Linked DNA regions of Sus scrofa: region 1 is linked to region 2. A link is a contact called in public HiChIP or PLAC-seq data. All regions are on one chromosome and are shown on one strand. Each heading gives the region's core, a stretch centred on a gene start, on an enhancer-like site or on the middle of the called end of the contact. The rest is flanking DNA. Distances are from core to core; before and after follow the strand shown.

Region 1 (5,971 bases), core at 2,036-4,535, 520 kb after region 2:
TTTACCAGAAATCTCCAACTTTAGGCTAACACCAGGCTGCCAAGGGAAACGGGGAGCTCAAGAGCTCTGAGCCAGAAAAAGGGGATCTTGAGGAAATAATGCAAAAGGAATTCTGCCCACCATGAATGCAACTGTACCATTAGTGTTCCCCTTCCTCCAAAAGGGTGTACCGCTTTAAAAAAAAAAAAAAAAAAAAAAAAAGTTCTGGATAGCTGTGTAGAAAGCCCAACAGCTTTAAATAAAAGTTCTCAGGCAAGGGGGTGGGGAAATGAGAGCGTATTTAAGAGGGAAGAAAAGGACCTTAGAGCTGAATCAAGCAAAGTGCCATATTTGAAGGTAGTACGTTTTGCCCAAATGGTTTCTTCACAGCCAGTTAACTAACAGCTGAGGCTTTTTCCTATACCCAAGACCACCCAGATGTGCTAAGCTGGTGCTGGACTCACCTTACTGGCATTTATAAAAGCACCTAGCTGCATGAAGCCCAGGGAGTTAGAAACAACCTACAGAGCAATTCTACTCACATGCAAGGTCAAGGTACATAACTTCGCAAGCAATGCTGCTGCAGAGAGTCCTGTACTTTCACCCCAACCCCAACAAGAATCCTTGGAAAATCCTTCTGAAAAGTAGTGTAAGAAAAAAAAAATCCTAAAATGTCAATTTTAGGAGAGAAATAAATAAGAAACCACACATAGGTCAGATATAAGAGAAATGGCTTAATGAATAAAACTCAGATATCTTGCATGATTGCTGTGATAGATATTGATAGTACATTTCTTTAAAGTATAAAACATTATGAAAATCTACTACTCCCCATGGAAAGATCTTTTATATGTATGCCATATACTCTGTGTGTTTTATACAAAGCACAAGGAACCAGCACAGTACTTCTTCAAAGGATTTTCACTCTAAAATATAGCAGGATAGGAATAAAGAGACCAACACTAACAACTTATAGGGAAAATATCTAAGTGATACCATGGAAGGAAGCTATTAAAGATTTTCAAGGGAATACTTCCTATGATCAACCTATAAAATAGTATTGCACCATACTGAATAAGCAACTAGAACATAAAAATTTGTCTGTCAAAAAGATATCTGTAGTGGACAAAAAAAAAAAAAAATTAGTTTTATTTTTTTAATAAAACTATTCTGTGGTATTTTCTCTTATGCCATGCAGTATGTCTTTTTAGGGTAACTCGCATAATAAATTCCTTTCAGCACTAGCATAGCTACCAAAAAAAAAAGTTTACCTTCCCTAATGAACAAGTAGTCCTTTCCTTATTTGACAATGAAACCCTATAATACAACATATTTCACCCTCTGCCTTTGCTACCAGGAAGCTCTGAGAAAATCTGCTTCCTCCAGGATGTACAGATCCCATTATCCATTGTTCTTCCTCTTTTGATGTTTACCTTCTGTGGCTTGTATTCTTGTGAGAAGGTTCTTCTATCTTATTGTTCTTTTAAAAATCTATAATGAAAGCTGAGATGTGAAGAGTAAGAAGGGAATGAATATTTTCTTCCTTTCCATCTAGGATAGTAAGTATCCTTTGCTCAATGTGGAGAGAAGAGGGATGAAACACTAAAGATTTTTAAAGCCATTTTTCTGTATTTGGAGAAACAATAAACATGACCCTTGCTTTATAAAACATAACTTTGGTCTGGAGTCATGTTCTACCCCCCACTGTCTTTTAAAGCTAATAGACAATATCAGAAAACCTTTCACTGTGGAGTCAGGCCAACTTCATTTGAAAGCCCAGATCTGCCACTTGGCAGCTGAATGACCAGTCAAATCACTTTCCCCTCTGGGCCTCAGATGATAATACCTTTTTAGCAGAGTTGATATTGAAATTAAGTAAGACAATGTACATGGAAGCAAATGGCATATTACATGGCACCCAGCAGGCACCGAGCAAACACAGTCTCCCTCCTTTCTTTCTTTTATTTTCCCCAAGCGCACTCTTCTTCTATTTCTGAGAAATTCGAAATAGTGTTATCTAAGGAGGAGAATTCAGTGTGGCAGTTGATGACAGCCAAAAGCCATCACCAAAGCATTCTTTTATTGTTTTTCTCCCTAAGAGTCAGGGGTGGGAGAAGAAATGGGAAGGAGGTAAGAGAGATCCCTAACCAATGGAATAAGCTAATTGTTAACTTCTTTATTCTTGTTAAATATAATAATACGTAATTGCCAATTAGAGTTTCTGGTCAACTCGCGGTTCTATGGTTACTGATATTATTTGAAATAATTCAAGAGCAGATCGCACTGAACATTTTGAATACTCTGAGCAGCTTAATGGCCTACAGGTTCCAGAAGTATTGAAAGGCACTAGAATGCTTATTTCACTACCTGGCTGACTTATAGGAGTCTAGAAGCTTCCAGCAGGGCATCATTTGTATAGTGGCTGATATGGTAGCTATTTCTGATGAAATCTCCCAGGCTTGAGATAAACTAACATCAAGGCATCAGAATCAAAAAGACATGGTCTTCATAAAGAATGAACCACTTCTCCATGCCCCGCAGGGGGTCTAGTTAATCATCAGATGTCAATACTTGGGGAGGGGGGGGTGTCACCATATTGCAAATATGATTCTTAGTTGTCAGGTAAAGAAACTCAATTTTTTAAATGCTTAGCAGACTCTATAGTCTGATATGTCCTAACAAAAATTAAATAAAATATATATTCATCCCTACATGTATTCATTGTTAATGGGAAAGGAACAAGGATTTTTAGTGGCTAAAATACTCAGGGCTGCCAAGTAGAATGTGGTCTCTCAATTATCATCCTATCCTGTCTTTAAAAAAAAAAAAAAAAAAAAAAAAACAGAAAAACAACTCACAACTTTATTTCTCAGCTATATCTCAATAAAGCGGAAAAAAATTTTTTCTGAGAACCATTTACGTAGATGTACATAGGCCTAGCTAGCTTATTTCTTTCAAGTGATATACAGTGTTGTATGGTATGGCTCGAGGATATTTTACCCATTCCTTCCTGCACACACATACAAGAGATTCTCTATAAAGTACACGCCTGGGGGTAGGACCACTGATCTGTAGGGTAGGAGCCTCCTGATGTGATTATACCAAGTTCACACTCTAGCAGCAATGTTGATTTGCTTCCCCACACTCTGAACAAGAAACAGTATTGGACCTCTTAATTTTTCCAAACATATGAAAGTGAAGTCCCAGTGGTATTTTACTTTAAATTTCCCAGATTACCACTGAATATATGAGCATTGTCTCATATATTCATGAATCATGTGGTTCTCCGTGGTTTACTGTGAGCTGCTTGTTCATTCTTTCGTCCACTTTCTTACTGAGTGGTTGGTTTTGGTTTTGGTTTGTTGTTGTTGTTTGTAATTAACGTGATAGCATTATTTTTTAACATGTAAAAAGCTCTTAATGAATTAATCATGTTTGGAGAACTTCTGAAAGCAAAGGAGAATGTGTCTTTTATAAGCTAACATGTTTTTCTGATTAATGTTTTTTTGGGTTTTTTTATTTTATTTATTAACTTATTTTTGTAGTGTCTCAGTTGCTTTTTTTTTGTTTTTTGTTTTTTTAAATGATTTTTTTCCATTGTAGTTGGTTCAGTTGTTTTTCTTTTTTAATTGAAATACAGTTGAATTACCATGTTGTGTTAGTTTCCAGTGTACAGCAAAGTGATCCAGTTATACATACAAATATATCTATTCTTTTTCAGATTATTTTTTAAAGTTTTATTGAAGAATACTGATTTACAATGTTGTAAGAATTTCTGCTATACAACAAAGTGATTCAGTTATACATATACTGAAAGGATGTGTATCCATTCATTTTCAGATTCTTTTCCCATATAGATTATCACTGAATATCGGGCTCTGCTATACACTAGGGCCTTGTTGGGCATCTATTTTACATATAGTAGTGTCTATGTGTTAATCACAAAGAGGATTAATACCCAAGGGGGAAGTGGGGGAAGGGATAAATCAGGAGTTTGGGATTAGCTTGATAGCATTTTTAAACATATTTTTATATATTTATATAGTATATACATCTGGGATAATAATCCTTTTCCTATCATATATGTTACAAATACATTATTCTAGTCTGCTATTTTTCTTTTAACATTATCTCATTCGTCAATCAGAAGCAATCTTCTCCTGTTTAATTTATGTTTTTCTATTTTGCTTAAGAAGTTTTCCCCTACCCTAAAATCTTAACAATATTCCCTATATTTTCTTTTGGTTCTTACAAGTTGAATTATCAGAAATTTCCTTAATGGGCATGGAATAGAGCAAAAAGAATGATCATGAGAGAAAGCTGACAAAAGCCACAGTAAAGCCAGTGAGCAAACACTCCAATGAGGCAGAGGACCCTTCTCAAGGCACCACAACTTGTGTCTTTTTTGTCCAGGGCAAAAACACAGCCAAATTCTCACTCTTTAGAGTCCATTTCATCCATATGCCATGCTGACCATGTGCCTTCAGTTAACACTTCTTTCCTCCAGACAACTCATTAGACTTCAGCTTTCATAGTTGATTCTAATCATTTATGTTATTTTGGGGCTTTTCCAAAATGATTTCATTGCTCCGGTTTTAAGAGTGCCTCCCTGAGACTCACAGCCTGGTCACCCTTTAGATACAGGTGATCTCTGGTCTCGCCAGCCAAACACATGTAGACAATCTCACAAATTATTTCTCCAGACAGCTAATCTCACTCATTATATGTGGTCCTTTCTAGTTTCACTACTTTCAGAGAGCAAACCTCATGTCTATTTACACTTCAAAATTTCTCATCTCTGCATTCTGAAAATTAAAAGAACTTCATCATAAATAAGGGTGTTTGGAAAGAAAGGTGATCAAGACATCTTTCTAGTACTGGTAAAAGGACACAATTAACCTGTCAGTAAAATCCATATTAGGAGCTCTTCTTTTTTCAGATTCTATTTGTCCGCTGAGCCATCCTCATCTAAGCCAGACTGTAAATTTACCTCCAGGTATTCCAGAATCCTAGTTATGGACTCTAATTTCCACTACGTTTGCCTCTGGTATTCTTCAAACCAGTGCTCTGCCAATCATAAGTGGCAGATTATTTCTCGTGAAATAATCTGAAAGTAGAACATCAAGATGTTATCAGTGAACTGGTTCTTCTGCACCTTTGTTTGAACAGGGGTCCTTGTCTTTGACCTGCTTCCGAGCATACTCCTGGCCACCAGCACAGTGTACAAGTACTCTCTGCACGAGTTTTGATAGGGGTTTGATTTTCTAGAGATTCCACAATGCTAAGAACAACCCTGGTAGTCTCAGGATGGCAGCCTTTGGTCTGTACTGTGAGGGAAGCCTTCAGCTACCTGGAGTGTCTCTGCAGTCCCAGCTGGTATGCAGTTGATCCCTTCAAGTTTGTCAGCAAGGCACAGGCAACAAACAGCACATGAAGTCCACCGAGTAGTTCATGTCATCTTGTGCAACTTTTTCTTGTTTGCTCTTGATTCTGTGTCCTTAGGCTGAATTTCTCTCCCTTAGCCTGAATTTCTGTCATCTCCAAATGAAGCAGTTTGGACTAGATGGTTTGTATGGACACTCCCATCTTTACCTTACAATGATTTTGTTATTCTTATGAGTTTATTTCAAAAACTCCATTATCATTGAAGGTATGGATAGAATCAGGTACATTTTTGCATATTACTTGTGAAATCTTTCCTATTATTTCTATAGTCACAGTTTGTGCAGTAACTAGAGGTCTTTATTGAGAAGTAACTGACAATATACTATTATATTAGTTTCAAGTATACAACATAATGATTCGGTATTTGTATATATTGTGAAGTGATTACCACAATGTCTTGTCAACATCCATCACCACACATAATTACACATTTTTTTCTCTGTGATGATATCTTTTAAGATTTACTCCCTTAGCAACTTTCAAATATGTAATACAGTATTATTAACTAGGGTCACCATGCTGTACCTTACATCCCCAGGATGTATTT
Region 2 (6,218 bases), core at 1,689-4,188:
ATTTCTGAAATGTGAAAATAGGAAGCTGGATTTATATGGCTTTTGCTTTAATGATTCTAAACTGCCTGGAAACAGCAGCACATGCTATAGCAAGTTTCAGATGTTAAAAGAAAAGCTGTACTTCTAAACCCCTTTCTATATGATGTCCCCAGCTTTGTGGACATTCGAGAGCAAAGCAGAGCAAATACAGGAAATTCACAGATGCTTTAATGGTTTCAGGATTCCCAATTACCCTAAAAAGTTGAAAAGATGCTCTGGCAGATTTACTCCCTCTTCTTTTACATGTCATGAATTCCAAAGTATTGGTATCAAACTGTGTCAATAGCACTCATCTGTTAATATTTAGAATCCTATAAATGAGCTTACTAAATGTTAAATATTACCCACTTATGTCATTAGAGTCATCTAATACTAATGACACCAACCACGGTTTGGTTTTCAGTCCTCTCCCCTAAAACCTACATGCATCGCCTCAGGGAGGCTTACATAAGGCCCCATCTGGGCAGAGGGGAGGAGGAGGAAACAGCAAATTGCAGGATCTGCTGATCTTGGATATAGGTCTCTGCAGGAGCTTCCAAATGTGTCTTTGTTTATGTTCTGGGCTCTGGGTTGTTGTGGGGCACAGATCTAAAGAGGAAGGAATTTGTTGCCTCAGTAAAAAAAAAAAAATGTGCAATTAAGATGTGAAAGAAAGGTTAGGTGAAAGAGAACAAAAAGACTGTCTCAGTATATTCAAAAACAAATATTTATGAATTTAAACATCAGCTCTTTCTTTTTAAAAATGTGCATATAGTGGTTAATAAATCCCGATCCTTCCACACCAAATTTAAAAAAAAGCATGGCAATGATGCAAATAATTCAAGTAGAAAGATCACTGGCTCTGGGGCAGAAATGATGTGGTTTTACTTCCCAGCCACACAGTGTGTTATAAATTAGTTGACCTCTCTGAACCTCGGGTTTTGTTTTCTTTAAATATAAATTATAAGGAAATATTAATTATGATGTTTAAATAAAAGAATAAAAAACTAAAGCAACCAGCACAATACCTCTGAAATACGGTTTTGTTCCCTCCTTTCTCTCTTTTCCTTTTTAAAATTATAGACATATTTTTAATAAGACATGACATAACCGATCAAACAACTATCCAGAAAGCACAAGATTTCATTGCAGACATTGGTAGCGTACTCCATACACTACTGGGCATAGAAGAGTTAAATGGGAACACCATTTTTAAATCCCAGAGGGCTGGAGGGAGGAGAGAGGGTAACAGTGGGTTTAATAAAGTTACACAGGCAGAGTCCTGGTGCCTAAGCTCCTCCACCATGTTCCTTCTGAGACTTCCATCAGTCAGGAAGTGATTCTCTTAGTCCAAAGGTGTTTAAATTGCCCTCTTTTGCCCATACTGCCGAACAGGAGGACACCCAGGGCACAATATTCACAAGAAAGAGACCTACATTTCTAGAGATAACATGGAAAGCAAACGAGGCACATGTCACACAGCCTCCTCAGCAACACAGTGTTAAAAGGAAAACATATTAAACCTTGAGCACTTGCAGACGGAAAGGCCAAGAAAGTGATACAAGTAGTAATGAAAAGTTCCAATACCTGGTCAATTCCCATTCACGTACAATGAAATAGAGAAGTACACAAAAGCGCATACACGTGCTCTCCTCCTGCACCACAGGTGTGTGCCTACTGGACAAGGCAGGAAAAGAAACGGACTGTAACAGAACACAGACGGGGTAAGGGTCTTCCCTGCAAGCTCGGTTGAGAGAGATAGATGAGGCATCTCAGAACTTCATCACAGAACATCTTGTATCTGTTATATTTATGCTTGTCAAGTTTATAACATGCACATAATTCTCTTTCATTCTTTCAACCAGGATTTACTCTCTTTTAGCTAGAGGAGGGCATGGGCTTTGTCTTTATTGCTCACTTTTAGACTTGGCAAGTAGATGCTCAACAAATATTTTCTGAATGAATTTATGAACTTTTCCAGGTCTAAAGAAGACTTCCATTTTAGATAAACAGTTACAAGAGAGTATGTTAATGGACAAGAGAGTGAGATCATGGAGTACTATAAGGTCAAGAGTAGGGGAACTTATGGAGTTCCCTGGCGGCCTAGCAGGTTAAGGATCCTGCTGTCATCACTCTGGTCACTATTGTGGCACAGGTTTGATCCCTGGCACAGGAACTTCCCATGCCTCGGGCAGCCACATAGGTGAGCTTAGCCCAATAGATGGGGTTATTCCATATTATGGAGTCAGTGATTTACGTTTAATCCTTTTCTGGTTTTCTGTATTCATTTATTAAAGATTTCCTTAGGTTTTGGTTTTATGAATATATAATCACTTTCTCTTATCCAATAGAGTCAAGACTTTGATATTCAGAAGAACCCAAACCCCTTTTGATAGCAGATTCCTTTTTAGAGCACTATCTTAATCAGGCCTATTTCTGTATGGTCTTGCTCCAGCCAACTGAAAGATGGCACATTCTGTAGGTTAACCCTATAGACTGTTGAGCAGTATCTCTGTGAAAGACATAGATATTGGTTATATTTATACAGGTATCTACACTAGGGTGGAAGTGAGCAAATCTCCCTCTTCTATATATTAATATCAATCAATAATTTATGAATTTACTTAAATTGACCTTACACTAATTTATGTTTTCAGCCTTCTGGGCAATGAGTTCCATGCCATCATTCCTTTTTCTCCTAAATAATAAATTTCATTTGTGTTAGAATTCACCACAAGCAATTCAGCAGAACATCATTAGCCTTCTACAAAATACCATAAGACTAAAATGTTATCTTCACTAACATAAAGACTTTGACTTTTTCTAAAATTTAAATTTTATCTACTTCTTTCCCCTTTGGCATGACCTTACAAAGAACCATGATGGTTCATCTGTCATGATTTCCTCCTACAGAAACCACATTTTTTTCCCCATTAGGTCATGCATGTTAACCACTAAACAACTGCCTCATCACAACTTCCAGTGGGTGGAGAAGGGACGAAAGGGAAAAATACCAGTTTCCTTACAGAAAGAAATTTCACTAACAATCCCGCAACTTTCCTTCTATTTGTAACAAAAATGTAACAATCTAGTCCCTAACACCCAAACTACTTTTTATTATTAAAATACATGCCAATATACATATGCCAAAACCCACAGGAGGTCCAACAGCAAGAGTGAACCCTAATGCAACCTAAGGCTTTGGGTGAAAATGACCTGTCAATGTAGGTTCATCAGTTGTAACAAATGGTACCACTCTGGTGGAGGACGCTCTGGGAGGCTGAGGTGACACCGTGTATGCAGTGGGCTATGGGAACTCTCTGTAGTTCCCATTCAATTTTCTTGTGAACTTAAACTGCTCTAAACAAAAAAAAAAAAAAAAAAAAATTAAGTCTACAAAAAAAAAAAAATCTGCACAGAAATAAACACCAGACTCTAATCAAAATACTTTATGTGTTTTACTAAAATTAATTTATGTAATCCTCATGAGCGATATGAGAACTTATGAGACCTTATGAGACCTTATCAGAAAGATAGTAATACCATTTTTCCCTTTTTGATGATGAGGAGACTGTAGCAAAGAAAGACTACGTCATCTGAATGACACAACTGAAGAGTGTCAAAATTGCTACCTGGCTACAGTCTATACATCTCATTACTCAGCTGGGTTACTTTTCAATCATATCAAATAAAGTCTCTGGCCACACATTCCTCCCTTCCACCCTGAGCACATTTCTTTCTATAACTAGCTGGGCAGCTGTGGGTGATTTCATAGAAGCATTGTCTACTTCATAGCAATATATGTTTTTAAAGTCTCTGCCTGTATCACTCTTAAGGATAAGCCTCATAAGTAAAACGGGAAGTGAAAGAGTTCCTAATGGTTTTCTTGGTAAAGATGAATGTGAGGAGTCATTTGAGTTTTTCATTTGCATCACAGCCATCAGATTGCCTCATTGATGCTTTGGCTAGCTTCCCAATTTTGAAGTATTTCACAAGTTTGTATATACTGACTTTTCAGTTTATTGCCTTGGTTAACCCATGGTTATTTGGGGAAGGTTTTTATTTTCTTCATATTTTCTGTTTTGATGACCTGTGTCACTTCTAAAAACAGGAAAGAAACAAAATTTTTAAAAAGCTTAGTCAATAGTGAAATACCTACATTGTTTAGAAAACTGCAGTGATGTAGAGGAGAAAAGAATTTTCAAATGACATAGTGTTTGTTCCCAAAGTTCAACTTCCTTACTGAAAAGTTAATTTTATGAAAATGATTTTAACAAATATCTGAATATGTCATATGTTCTGAATATACACCATCCATATACATAAAAAGTTACTTTATAGTAAGAGTTGTTTCGGTATAAGAAGAGTCTTAGAGGATACAAATGAACTTGGAGGAATTAGTAATACTTTGAGAAAAATGCAGAAATAACATCGAGTTAAAGAGGTCACTGAAATCTGTCTTTGGTGGAAATAGGGTATCTAAAAGGAATATTGCAATACCTGCTGGCAGCTTTTAAAAATATTGATTGCTGAAATTGAAAAATGTCAACAAGTATGGAAGGAACAAAATCTACTTCACAAATAAAATCTGTCAAGATGACCAATTGTTTTGTATCTTTTTTCTATACTTTACTATATTTATAGTGTATTTATATACTATATATCTATATCTATATTTAAGTATAAAAATAAAACAGTACAAAGAATGTTTAAATATAAAAAGGAAACTGGCAAATTCAGAATATAATATAATTGACCATTAAAGTAGAAATGGCTTCTCTAACCAGAAAAATGAATAAGGAAATGAATAAGGAAATAATTTGCATTCTCTATGCATGTCATTTTTTTTTTTTCTTTTTTGGCTGCCCTGTAGCATATGGAGTTCCCAGGCCTGGGATCAGATCAGAGCCGCAGTTGTAGCCTACACCTGAGTCCAGGGATTGAACTATGCTGGGCCAGGGATTGAACCTGAGTCTCAGTGCTATAGAGCAGTTGCCAATTCTGTTGCACCAGAGCAGGAACTCCTCTCTATGAATTTCTTTACAAAGAAAATGTAGAAAATTTAATTGAAATAATGCTGGTCTTTGATGCTGACATTTACAAAAGAGAAAAATACAGAAATAATGTATTCATAGACAGTCTCAGAATACCCACAGCGGATGCATTGTTTTCTCAGGTTGCATAACTACTTTGAAAGATTTATTTTCTGTGTCATCAATGCAGAATTTTTGGCACTACCAGGATACTTCACCATTTGGCCCTGCAGACTCCAAGCAAGCCTGGAGTGTGCCAATTGGTTGGTGGGTTTTCAAAACCATTGTGATCTCTGCTGAGTTACCCCACTAGCCTTAGAAGAGTCTAATCCACATGTCACATTCCAGCTGTTTGCTTATTTGTTTTTAATCTCAATCTAGTTTAGTTGGAATAAGGTGAGTCAGCTTGCATGCATGTCAGCTGACATTTGTGTCATGGAAACTGATTAAAGGGATTGGACTTGAAATTGAAAAGATAAGAATGCGATTTAATGGGCCTTGTATGAACTGTGTTTTGTTTTTGTTCTTCCCTCCCCTTCTTCCCATGTAAACAAATTCCTTGAATTTTAAACTAAGAATCTTAATCTTCAGCACTTAAAGAGCCTTTCTTCTGTGAGGCACAGATTGATTTGGGAGGTAGGCAGTATCTGATCTCCAGAATGGATCTCTCATCATTATCATTATCATCATCAGGATAGCACTTACTATGTGCCAGCTAGTAGCCAAAGTGCTTCCATATATGACTTCATTTCATCATGGAACCTCCCCTATGGATCTGGTACTGTGCTTTTTTTGCCATTTTATTATGAGGAAATAGACACCAAGGTTCAAATGACTTTTCTGGAAACATTAAGCTAAGAAGGGGCACAGACAAGATGCAGATACAGACACAGTCACAGACACAAAAAAGCTAACAATAGAGACCCTCTATACTACCCCACAACATGAACTACAAGTATGAAATTGTCCATTCACTCAACAAGGTGAAAATAATAGTACTTTTGGAGGCGGAGCAAGATGGTGGAGGAGTAAGAGGTCACCGCACACCTTCTCCCACAAACACATCAAAAAAACACATCTGCCTGTAAAACTACTCACACAGAACATGAACTGAATGCTGGCAGAAGAACTTAAACCTCCAAAAAGGGCAAGAAACTCTTGACACAA

Evidence for each region. HiChIP or PLAC-seq counts read pairs in DNA pulled down with a chosen protein or histone mark.
Region 1: an H3K27ac HiChIP or PLAC-seq map of alveolar macrophages shows a contact between it and region 2. The contact joins two enhancer-like sites.

What each region holds. Positions count from the first base shown.
Region 1 is chr1:25,136,961-25,142,931 of Sscrofa11.1, forward strand. No RefSeq gene overlaps it. Among named protein-coding and RNA genes, the nearest start is that of CITED2, 16 kb to the right of the region's middle. Within about 2 kb of position 3,286, at least 9 of the 83 cell types and tissues checked have an H3K27ac peak or open chromatin away from gene starts, as enhancers often do. A contact at or near this core is called in alveolar macrophages, where this site is marked.
Region 2 is chr1:24,617,148-24,623,365 of Sscrofa11.1, forward strand. No RefSeq gene overlaps it. Among named protein-coding and RNA genes, the nearest start is that of CITED2, 540 kb to the right of the region's middle. Within about 2 kb of position 2,939, at least 4 of the 83 cell types and tissues checked have an H3K27ac peak or open chromatin away from gene starts, as enhancers often do. A contact at or near this core is called in alveolar macrophages, where this site is marked.